Regions from separate parts of the Zea mays genome. Here all the other regions are linked to region 3. A link is a contact called in public Hi-C data. All regions are on one chromosome and are shown on one strand. Each heading gives the region's core, a stretch centred on a gene start, on an enhancer-like site or on the middle of the called end of the contact. The rest is flanking DNA. Distances are from core to core; before and after follow the strand shown.

Region 1 (3,648 bases), core at 1,016-3,515, 130 kb before region 3:
CCATGGATCCAGGTCTGCCATATACACCTGACTTTTTAGGCACGTAGATGTAGCATTCAGTATATAGTTTTTTTTTTTTGCATTATACACATGAATCTAGCGTGTGTGCAATTGTAAAAGACAACAAAAGTTGTATGCCTGGCCATGATTTGGGGGAGGCGGTATGTGTCCTGTTGGTAGCATGATATTTGAACTCATGATCAGCCAACATGTACTTGTTGGAACAGAGAGACCAATGGCTGATCTGCTCCAACTCAGGCCTACTTTTATCTAAGGTGCCGTACACCCGTGGGAATCATGGATAAACTAAGCGGAAATGATGGGGCTCTGTTGGTAACCCTGGTCGTAATCTCTTGGTTCCAGGATTATGACGCTAATTGTTAACTATGTGTGGTTCAGACGGACTGGTCGCTTCTGCTAAGGCCGCCGTCCTGCCGTCTGAGCAGACGATCATTGAAAATGGATGCCACGTGATTGGCACAAAGGTTCTGCTGTCCTCTTCCTCAAGGTAATTCATTCTTGCCACTGTTTCGTTCCGCGCTAAATTTGATCGAGTACCATATGTATGGAAAAAAAAAATTCTAAAAGAACTGGCACCTCGTTAAAGAAAGAATCGCTGCTTCTTCTAAAACTCATGACTGTACCATATATATACTGTTCCACAGAACAAAGGTCTGCCATAATGTACGATGTATAGTGGCAGCAAAGTAGATGTATACATACATACATACATGTGCCGGTCCGGTCTCGGCCAAGAGGGGCGAGCTCATTTGTTCCGATCTTGATCCGGTCCAGTTCTGACGAAAGAAAAGGAAGGATGAGAGAAGAAATTAGGCGCGGCCCTTGGCTTTCGTTTTGCCATGACAGGAGCACGCTCTTTGATTCTTGAGTAGCAAGCACATGGAAAGAAGAGTGAATCCCTTGGGAGTAGGGAGTGACCACCACCATCCAGATTCCGGGGCGGCGCTCTCTCTCACACTCAGTCAGGACTCAAAAGGCACGCGGAACAACAAGAGTCCTCCAAAATCCGTGTGGCGACTGTGTGAGTGTGACTGGCAGCCGTAGCTGCATTCCATTCCATTGCATTCCATTCCAAGTAGCTTAGCCTCCTCCTGGAAACAGTATAACAGAGTTGTTTATACATTGAGCTATAACAAAGTTGCTTTTTTACGTTGAGCTGCTAAGAACAGAGCAGCGCTAGTACAAGTAGAAGGAAAGCATCTCGAGTTCTCCAATCCAACTCACACACTCTGCTCGCCGTACAGGGATAGCGATGCAAGATCCAGCAGGCTGGCCGGAGAGGGAGAGACCAGTCTCTCCTCGAGCCCAAGTACGAAAGCGTATCAAAAGAAGAAAGGAACAAGGTGGGGGAAAAAAACTAGGGGGGCCGTATCATATATCTGGTGCCGAAAAACGCCCTTGGAACGGAGAAAAGCAAGGTCGCGGTGAAGTGTGAGCAGCCTCTCCTCTAGTGGTTCTGCTGGGACGACACCACCAGCACTGCAGTACCACTACTAGTTAGTAAGTACGCTGCTGCACACAACAATATTCTTTTTTCTCTCCATAATACTACAAATACTGCAGTATCAATGTGGCTGTCCCTCCTCTTTTCCGCTGATGGAGTTGAGATGTTCTGCACTACTTTTCCACCCCGAATCCGGATGGCACCCGTACCGTAGTGCTTGTATGCCTTCTTTCCCTTTCTTCTACTTGTACCTACATGCTACTACAGGTGTACTACGTATTTTGCTCCCCCCACTTGGTTTTGCAAGCAAGACCAGCGTAAAAGCAGAGGAGACTGTCAGATTCCTCTTTCGCTTTATTCTCCCGCCCAGCCTCACACACACGTAGTTAGTGTTGGGCTACTCACACATGACACAACTTCGCCTCCCTCCAAATACCCAGAGTTTTGAAGCAGGGAGGAAGGAAGACAGAGCAGAAGCAGAGCGCTCTCCGTCTCCGGTCCAGTATCTCCGCTCGCCCTCCTCCCTCCTCCTCCTCCTTCGCTTCAGGTTCAGGAGCCAGTTAGAACATTGGTGTTAGCGCGCGCTCTTTCCTCCAAGCAGAATCAAGATTTTGTTCCCATCCTCAAGTACTTACTCCTCCTCTCCCCCACTCTCCAGCCGTCCTCTCTCCTTCTCCATCAAATCACAGGCTTTGTTTATAGGGAAAAAAAAACAAACAAACAAACAGTTGTCTCTGCGCCCGCCCGCCCGCCTTGGCTTCTTCTACCTACATCAGCTGTCCATTTCGCAGCACGCAGCAGCAGTCTCTACGCTACGGCTGCATGAGTGTTAGCTAGCAGCAAGGATGAGAGATGGCAGCAACACCACCAAGAAGAGCAAGGTATCTTCCGACTCCTCCCTCCCCTCCACCTTCACTCAGCTCTGCTGCATTTCTAAAAGTTAAATTACTAGTACGTCCCTCTCCATGCTCCTCCATTTTTGCGCCGTTCCTTGATGTTTTTGCCTGCTGCGGTGCCGGTGCGGCTTGTAGCTGTCGTGGTCCAAGAGCTTGGTGAGGAAGTGGTTCAACATCAGGAGCAAGGCCCACGACTTCCACGCCGACGATGTGGCCGCGATTGGTAGGACAGGTACGCGTTTCTGTGAGCTAGCTCTCGCCCTGTGCGCGTTTGTATCGTACGTATTCGTAGGCCTGGTTGCCCCCCCCCCCCCCCCCCCCCCCCCCCCCCGCATTGCTCCGGCAGTGAGCTCGCCATCTGTCTCATGAAGATCAGTTTTGCTGTCTCTTCAGCTTCTCATCTTTCTTGTCTTGTTCTTTCTCTTTTTCTTTCACCAGACACACCAGCTTTCCTGTGTTTTTTTTTCTTCCCACGAGCTCTTGTTACCAAGATATTGATACAACGCGCTGCTATCTTGGATTGGATGTTGCCTGATCGATGGTTTCTTGCTTCAGTTGCAGGAGGGGGCGATGACGAGTGGAGGAGGGGCAGCAGCTTCACCCGTAGGGAGCCGAGCACAGTGAAGAAGAGCAAGACAGGTGAGCAGAGTATTAGCAGGCTACGCCAAAGGCTTGTCCTTTATTTGCTACCTGGACTGTCACATTTCTGAATTGTTTCTTCGATGCCGTCGCGCGTTGATTCAGAGAGGTCCTCGAGGAGGAGCAATGGGCACTCGAGGCGGGGAAAGATTGACCTTGATGCCGCCGAAGCCACAGTGACATTGGACTATAGGTATACTACTGCATTGCCGTTGCAGAGTTAGTGCTCGTCGTACCCACCATTTCCAAAACTTAGACGGTTAGGTAACTTCTCGTGTGCTTGAAGTAGGATATTTGTTGCTACATGGAATGTGGGCGGCCGTTCCCCGCCAAATAACATGAGCCTCGAGGACTGGCTCCACGCTGCACCTCCTGCTGACATCTATGTCCTCGGGTACTTGTGTACATCTCGATCACGATTCTTGTGGCAGTGCTATTAATCAAGTAAGATTTCACCGGGTTTGTTGATGCTATTGTTTGTCTAGGTTTCAAGAAATTGTTCCACTCAATGCCGGTAACGTCCTTGGGACAGAGGACAATGTTCCAGCGAAGAGGTGGGTGTCACTGGTCAGGAGGACACTGAACAATTTGCCAGGTACTAGTGGCAACGGGAGCTTCCGGACACCATCTCCGGCTCCTAACCCTGTG
Region 2 (3,646 bases), core at 461-2,960, 180 kb after region 3:
GGTGATACGGTGCAGGTGCTTGGCTGCTGGATTTGCTCCACTAGACCACTGCCGCATTGTGGGTATGGTAGGGACTAGAGAGTTGTTGCAAAGATGACGAAGCAAAGCGGCCGCCTTCGCCGCTTTACGTAATTTAGCATGGTACTCTCCTTTACCCCACCTTTCTAAAAGATGTCCAAATTCGTCACTTTTCTAAAGTTGTCCAAATTCATGGCCACCGATTTGGTGTTCAGTTTCACGGCAGCAACGCATCACGCTATCCTCTTGGAGCAGTAAAGCCTGATTGACACGGCTCTGGCTTTAACAGCGGTTCCTACGGAGGAACTTATCGAGCATTTTAGAAAAAAGAGCCGTTTTGTAGTGAATATATAGAGAAGTTGAGCCGTTTTGAGACCAGAATCTTGACTCTGGATGCTGGAGCTGCAAAAAACAGCTCCTCTCCAAGTACTTCGGCTCTTGTGGACAAGCACTACGAAACCGGGCCAAAATCCTTTTAAAGTTGTAGCGTATTTTGTTTATGTTGCAATACGAAAGCACTATAAACTCTAGATGGAAAAAGAAGAATGGCAATCCTAGTAGTTTTTCATGTTGCAATATGAAAGCAGTATTTTTTTTATATTGCAATACGAAAGCACTTTAGAATTCTACAGGAAAAAAAAAGAAGAAAACGTTAAAGAAGGGAAAATATGAAAACAATTTTTAAAGTTGTATCAGAAAAAATAAGAAACAATATTTTTTGTCTGGGAAAAAGAAAAAATGTCAGAAGTGGGATTTGGTGTCAAAATAAAAAAGAAAAATAAAAAGGCAGAAAAACAAAATAGATGTCAGAAGTGGGATTTGAACCCACGCCCTCGTTAGAGGATCAGAACTTGAGTCTGACGCCTTAGACCACTCGGCCATCCTGACTTGATGTTTTATTTAAATTAAGATCAGTATATATTTGTTGGACGATTCTTTAGTCATATGCATTCATATTCCGTACCACTCTTTGCCCTGTGCACTTGTGAGTTGTGTGATACGCTGCCCGCCCTGCTCTCCAAAATTTTCTTATATCAAGTATCTATTTTTCCCGTTATTTAGGCACTAGATAGTTTATCTATTGATCTTTAGACAATATGATTGACTAAACTTTAGGTTCTGAATTGGAACTCCGAAATGATTCCTAGCCGGATTACTTTTCTAATTTATATTAATTTTAATGAGCTGGAATGAATCCCGGTTCATTCCTGGACAAGCGAACGGGCCCTTAGTTAGATGAAACCAAATACCCTCTATTTCTCTAAACTTGTCTATCAAGAGCAGAGACGTAGCCAAAAAAATTATATGGAGAGACCATAAACAACATTTAATAGATTATATGTAATATATAAGTGTCTGATTTCAGTTTAAATTTAACTTAATTGACTACATATTTTTATTAACACATAAACAAAGAAATAACCAATATTTATCAAATCAATCACTATTTTTATATACTTAACTATTTAAGCAGTAATTAGTATGTATTTATATGTTTGTACAAATTTTAGGAGGTCAGGCTCCTGCCAGCCCTCTTGTCTACTCCACTGCTCAAGAGTTATGTTTGTAATTATACTAGCTGATCGTATAAGACTCGTCTAAAAATCCATAAACTCATGAACGTGAAATATAACGACTTCTCTTTCACGTTGGCATAGGATATGAGGCTGTAAGAGGGGGAAAAGAGCACGAAAAAGCGCGAGAACGAAAGGAATGAGGCGAGGAAGAAAGTATCGTCATCTATCCTAAGGCCATAGGATGTGAGGCTGCAGTGAACGCCGCTCCGCGTCTCCAGAGGGCTCTGCTCCTCCTCTTCAATCCCACTCCCGCCCCGATGGCCACCTCCTCCGTGCTCCCGCTCCACCTCCTGTCCTGCGCGCGCCGGGCCAGCACCAGCACCAGCACCGCCGCGCGCGCCTCCGCGGCCCCGGCGGTGGCGGCGACGACCGCGCAGTCCCTGGAGGAGTCGTTCGGGCGGAAGGGCCTGCGGTTCGTGGCCGACCCGGCCGGCGGGCCCCTCGCCGCGGAGCTCAGCGTGCGGAACGGCAGCTCGCTGCATCTCCGCCTCGGCGACGGCCTCGTCACGTCCTACCGGCCCAAGGTGTACTGGAAGGACGACGGGTGCCGGGAGGTGCTGCACACCGTGGCGGGCAAGGGCGGCGTCGGCCTCGTCCTCAACGACGCGACGTCCTCGTCCGCCCAGCCGTCGCTGGTCGACGGCGCCGAGTGGGCCGTCAGGGACGCCGACTCCGACTCCTACGACGCCGTGCAGGTGCTTTTTTTTTTCTATTCTTTTGTTTTGATTCCCCCGCAGCAAAAAGAAAAGAAAAGAAAAGATACGTGACTGAAACTGCAGGTGGAGCTCGGGTGCACCATAGGGAAGCTGGACATCTCGTACGTGGTGACGCTGTACTCGCTGAGCATGGCGACGGCGGTGATCGTCCGGAACACGGGCAGCAAGCCGGTGGCGCTGACAGGCGCGGTGCTGAGCCACATCAAGTTCGACAAGCGAGGCGGCACGGCCGTGGAGGGCCTCCGTGGCTGCCCCTACTGCTCCTACCCGCCGCCGGCCGCAGCCTTCAGCCTCCTGTCCCCGGCCGAGGCCATGAAGCGGGAGGACCCTGGCTGGTTCGGCGGCGCCGAGGAGCTGCGCCAGGGCGTCTGGACCGTCGAGGAGGACCTCTACACCACGCTCAAGAAGAAGGTGAGCCGGGTGTACGCCGCGCCGCCAGAGGAGAGGAAGAAGCGCGTCTACAGCACCGCGCCGTCCAAGTTCACCACCATCGATCAGGTGGTTTCCGCCGACCAACCATGCTATGAAATTATTAAATTCTTTTTCATATTCTCCATACTGAATCGAACGTTGCTTTGATACGATGATGAATCTGCAGTATAGCGGGCTCGGGTTCAGGTTGGTGAGGATGGGGTTCGACGACATGTACCTCTGCAGCCCGGGAGGCATGTACGACAAGTTCGGCAAGGACTACTTTCTGTGCACGGGGATGGCGTCCATGTTGGTGCCCGTCGTCGTCAACCCCGGCGAGGAGTGGAAGGCGGCGCAGGTCATCGAGCATGACAACTTGTAACTTCTTCTTCTTCTTTTGGTCAACGGAATTACAGAATCGAATGGCGCGCGGCTCCATTCTCGAATACATGTCGATGGTCCGATCTCCAGTGAGATATATACATCAATACAGATAGTTCTTTCCATGGGAAGTGTTAAACATTGAATGTAAAATGAGAAAGTGAATGAGAAAACTATCATTTTTATTGATCTTTGAAATCTCTACTATATAGAGCACGAGTTTATTTCATTCGGGCGTCACCCCTCCTCTTTCTGCATAATTGTGTACAAGTGAGGATTCAAACCTCGTAGGGATTCAAACCTTGATTGTTGTCTCCATGTTCATATCCGCCTATCAAATGTAACATACGTATTTATATTCAAACATAATACAGATATTTTTATGAAAAAATAAAAAATAAAGCAGATCCCCGCCATTGCCATATCTCAAGCCCAAACACGACACAATGATCAGGTCAGATCGACACAGGCCCGATGGACAATGGACCTTGCCATACTCGGACCGGGCTAAACCGTGTTGGGCTACGAGCCGCCTAGCAGATC
Region 3 (3,872 bases), core at 176-2,675:
CATTTCCAAACTTCCTAAACTCCTCGCTGTGCTTGCTAACCGCCTACAGTACTGCTGCAGAAGGAACCACCGCCAGGTACACAGTGGTTATCCCCGGTTACCCTATACATACTACAAAGGTCAGTTGTAGTTAAACTATGTACACAGAACTACCCAACCGCCATTCAGTTATCCTCAATTTTGAGGTTAAGGATCCTCCTCAGATTCTCGGTGGCAATGGTAGCATCAGTACCACTGAAGAAGGTAACACCTGAGCCTGCAGTCGGCGATGAAGGTGCCGACTTGGCATGCACGGGCACCTCTTCGTCGTCTGACCGGTCAGCAGGTGGAAATTCAAGTGAGACACTGCGCTTCTGGTGGAGTGAGAACTTGGGGATCGGGAGGGAGCTGGGAGGCGGCGAATTGCAGAACCCCGGGCCAGCCCAGAGCTCAGGGCGAGAGGGAGGGGACGTCGAAAGGTTTATAGAGATTGCTCGGCTGCGCTTTTTCCCATGGTGAAGCTGATGTTTCGGTGTCTTGGGCTCAGGAGAGGAGCGGGTCAGTGCAACCCTCTGCGCGGGCGGGGATGGCAGGATGCCGACGGTGATGCCGGAGTGGAACGCCCGGCAGTTGCCAGCATGGTAGCTGCGCGTGGACTGAGGCGACGCTGCTAACGCCTTCTTCCGGCGACCCGAGAAGTGGTGGAGCTGGTGGTTGCGCTCCTCCGAGATGAGCAGAGTCTCCATGGCCCGACCCGAGATGATGCAGGTGCTCTGACTGGGACAGATCGTAGCGACGGATCCCACGAAACCCTAGCGCCAAAAGAAAAATCAAACGTAGAAGCTTATCAACACAGTGCATTTCGATCGCAGAAATGGCAAGCAGGACCAGAATCTGGACAAAAATATCAACATGGATGGTGAAACTATATTATTACGACACGGTGAATCGTAATGCAGAAATGGTTGTCTCTAGTGTACAGATCGCCAAATCATTCAGCAACAAAAAATAAGAGCAGAGGACACGGGTATACTGGTAGATACCTTCCAGATCTGCAGTCGAAGAACAGACCGAACCCCAGACAGAGCACTGATGGCGTCCCCACCTCGCACGATCACCGTCGCGTTTCACTCCTCCGTCCCAAACCAGATCCACGCGCAACGCGAGCAGTCACTGCATCCACAAAGCAAACCGCCGCCGCCGGTGAATCAGACGACCTCCCAAAGGGAAACCGCCAAATCGGAGCTCCGGCTCCCAACTCACCAAATGGATCCCCGCGGCCAGCGGGAATCTCCGAGGAACCCGCCGCTCGCTGCGCGGAGAAACTAGGCAGAAGGACCGCTCGTCGGCGCAACGGGGCGGATCTGGCCGGAAGGTCGCGCTTGCGGAGAGCGGACGGCTGGCGGTGGTTGGGAGTTGGGACTAGTGGGGAATGCAGGAGGTCGGATGGGAGCTAGACGACGACGGACTCGAAACGGTCGGCTGAGAGGCGGGTTTAATAGGGTCCGGGTGGCGTCCGTGAATCGTGTCCACCAGCGCTTACATGTATCACCTAAAATATTATTTTACACTATACACGATATTATTTGTAGAATAAAATTTGAATACTGAGTATGAAACTTGTGGAGACAGTAGTAGTAGTAGCTTTGGCCGCCCGTGCGTCACGTTCGTTGGGGACTTGGGGTCTGAGTCTGACTGGGCCGGCCTGCATGGGGTGGGGGCTCCGGCCGTTGATCTCGGCTGTCGGCGAGCGTGGACGGTGATCGGGAGGACGCGTGGTGAGGAAGTGACGTAGGCGTGTGTTTTGGTTCGGATAAGGGAGGCGTGAACAGGAAGAATGCGTTAGCATCACCAATAGAGCATCTTCAAGGTGGTCCACGGGTCCAACAGCTTCTTACTTATGCTCCCAATTTATTTGATATTCCTAAAACAAGACCCTCGCTAAAGAGTCAAGCCACCCTCGTCTCCAAGGGCGGATATGGGCCCTGGGCCACCTGGGCCGTGGACCGAGGCGCAACCCAAAAATCCTCTTATATATATATATTTTTCAACCAAAAAAATCTAGCTCAAAATACATTTCAGCCTAAAAATGTGGCCCAAAAGACATCCTGCTCGCATCGATTGAGCCTGGCGCTGACGGCCTCTCTCAGTCGCTCAAGTCACGAGAACATAGACTCTTTCAATTATTTCGCAAACCTGCGCGGTTGCGTTTCTTATGTTACCAGCGGCGCGACCGCCTTCATTCAGTCCTCTATCGCTCTCCACGCCTTTAGGCTAGGGGTGGGCGTTCGGGTTACCCGAAAATTTCGGGTCGGGTAATTCGGGTTTTCAAAATTTCGGGTTTTGAGAATCGATACCCGAAATTACAACGGGTTTTACAATACCCGAAAATTCGGGTACCCGAAATTTCGGGTTCGGGTTCGGGTATTCCCGAACTACCCAAACTATTGTGTCGACTTCATAAAAATACATACACCCTATTAAATTAGTATAAAATATAGTTTGAATAATGATATACATGGACATATAAAACACAAGCAATCTACAATCACAAGTTATGCACACATACACATAATTATAAATATACAAATTAATAATTAAGCATGACATGAGTACATGACACATGAAAGTTCGGGTAATTCGGGTATTTCGGGTACCCGATTGTGATACCCGAATTACCCGAACTAAATTCGGGTTTTGCAAGTTGCTACCCGAAATTCCCAAACAAAATTCGGGTTTCGGGTATTTCGGGTTCGGGTTCGGGTATTCCGGGTTCGGGTTTCGGGTTACGGGTTTTTTGCCCAGCCCTACTTTAGGCTCTACGAATTCGGTAAGGGCACAAGGCAGCAACCTCCGAGGCGGCCGGGCGGGCTCTGACTCAGGCATCCGCCACCGCAAGTCCGGCCTCCACCTCCACCAGTTCGCCTCTATCGTCCCTGTAGCAATGACGCGCGCGGCCTGCACTGGCACCACGCCACCGCCCAAATCTACCCCTGCCATTACATCTTTTCCCAAAGTATACAACTTCCTCAACCTGATTTCTTTTCTTTTCTTATTCATAGGCGAGGGCAAAGCGCCTCCCTGGCCAATGGGCAGCGACCACCTGAGCGGCAAGCGTTGTGTGCTGAGTGCTTCTCCTCTATTGTGAGTAATTGTTTCTGAACGTCTGATTCTTTTCCCTGTCTGCCACAGTTTTATTGGATTTTTTTAAATGTTACTACCCCTAAAGTACGAAAAATTAAAAGTTACATTGGATTGTTTTAAATGTTACTACATCTAAAGTGCGAAAAATTAAAAAACGACTAGTACATCGTTATATTTATAAAGTGGTTCGGAACGTTATTTTTATGGAGCTCCGCCACTGCTCGTCTCTATATATTTTTTGCTTTCCGCGTTAGATGGTCTACATTGGGATGTTTTTAAGGAGTTATCGGAATTGAGTATGTTTTTGGAATTTTATACTTTTGGGAGCAACCTAATATAGAGATATCGAGGTAGAAATATTAGAAGATGTTGGAGATACTCTTGGTTCTTAAAAAAGACCACTAAATTTGGATTTAGCAAGTTGCTAAGAGCATCTTCAACAAAGTGCCTAAAATAGTGCACTAGAAATTAAAATACTACATTATTCAAAGTGTTTAAGACACTAAAAATAAATTGAGCGTCAACGGTTAAGCTCTAAATCATGTATTTTAGAAAGTAAAATATATTATTAGAAAAGAAAATGTTTAGAATGATATACAAAATAAGGATAAAGCACTAATTTAGGGTGTTGTATATTTGTGCCACTTCGTGTTGTGCCCTATATTTTTTGATAAAAAATATTAAATATGGTATTATTGAAGCTGCTTTTGTTAGTTAAGCCTTATATTTTAATTTAAGGCATGGGTGAC

Evidence for each region. A called contact is a pair of places that touch in the nucleus more often than the background predicts.
Region 1: a contact with region 3 is called in a Hi-C map of root tip, with 6 times the contacts expected there. The contact joins the promoter of LOC100285261 here to the promoter of LOC100277219 in region 3. A contact is called at or near these places in 10 of 25 Hi-C or Micro-C datasets (ear, endosperm, leaf and 3 more) and 1 of 3 datasets of contacts at active chromatin or transcription factors (leaf).
Region 2: a contact with region 3 is called in a Hi-C map of leaf, with 3 times the contacts expected there. The contact joins the promoter of LOC100278292 here to the promoter of LOC100277219 in region 3. A contact is called at or near these places in 2 of 25 Hi-C or Micro-C datasets (both in leaf).

Annotation. Positions count from the first base shown.
Region 1 is chr9:159,549,234-159,552,881 of Zm-B73-REFERENCE-NAM-5.0, reverse strand. LOC100285261 reads left to right here and starts at 2,265. Exons shown (of 14, transcript NM_001158155.2): 1 at 2,265-2,346; 2 at 2,497-2,593; 3 at 2,917-3,000; 4 at 3,106-3,193; 5 at 3,290-3,394; 6 at 3,486-3,648. The coding sequence starts at 2,311.
Region 2 is chr9:159,241,635-159,245,280 of Zm-B73-REFERENCE-NAM-5.0, reverse strand. It overlaps LOC100278292, which reads left to right and starts at 1,710. Exons shown (of 3, transcript NM_001151612.3): 1 at 1,710-2,290; 2 at 2,375-2,809; 3 at 2,910-3,298. The coding sequence starts at 1,853. The coding sequence ends at 3,104. TRNAL-CAA (transfer RNA leucine (anticodon CAA)) reads right to left here and starts at 906; the gene lies at 823-906.
Region 3 is chr9:159,418,029-159,421,900 of Zm-B73-REFERENCE-NAM-5.0, reverse strand. LOC100277219 reads right to left here and starts at 1,425. Exons shown (of 4, transcript NM_001150852.2): 1 at 1,243-1,425; 2 at 1,023-1,152; 3 at 1-791. The coding sequence starts at 725. The coding sequence ends at 165.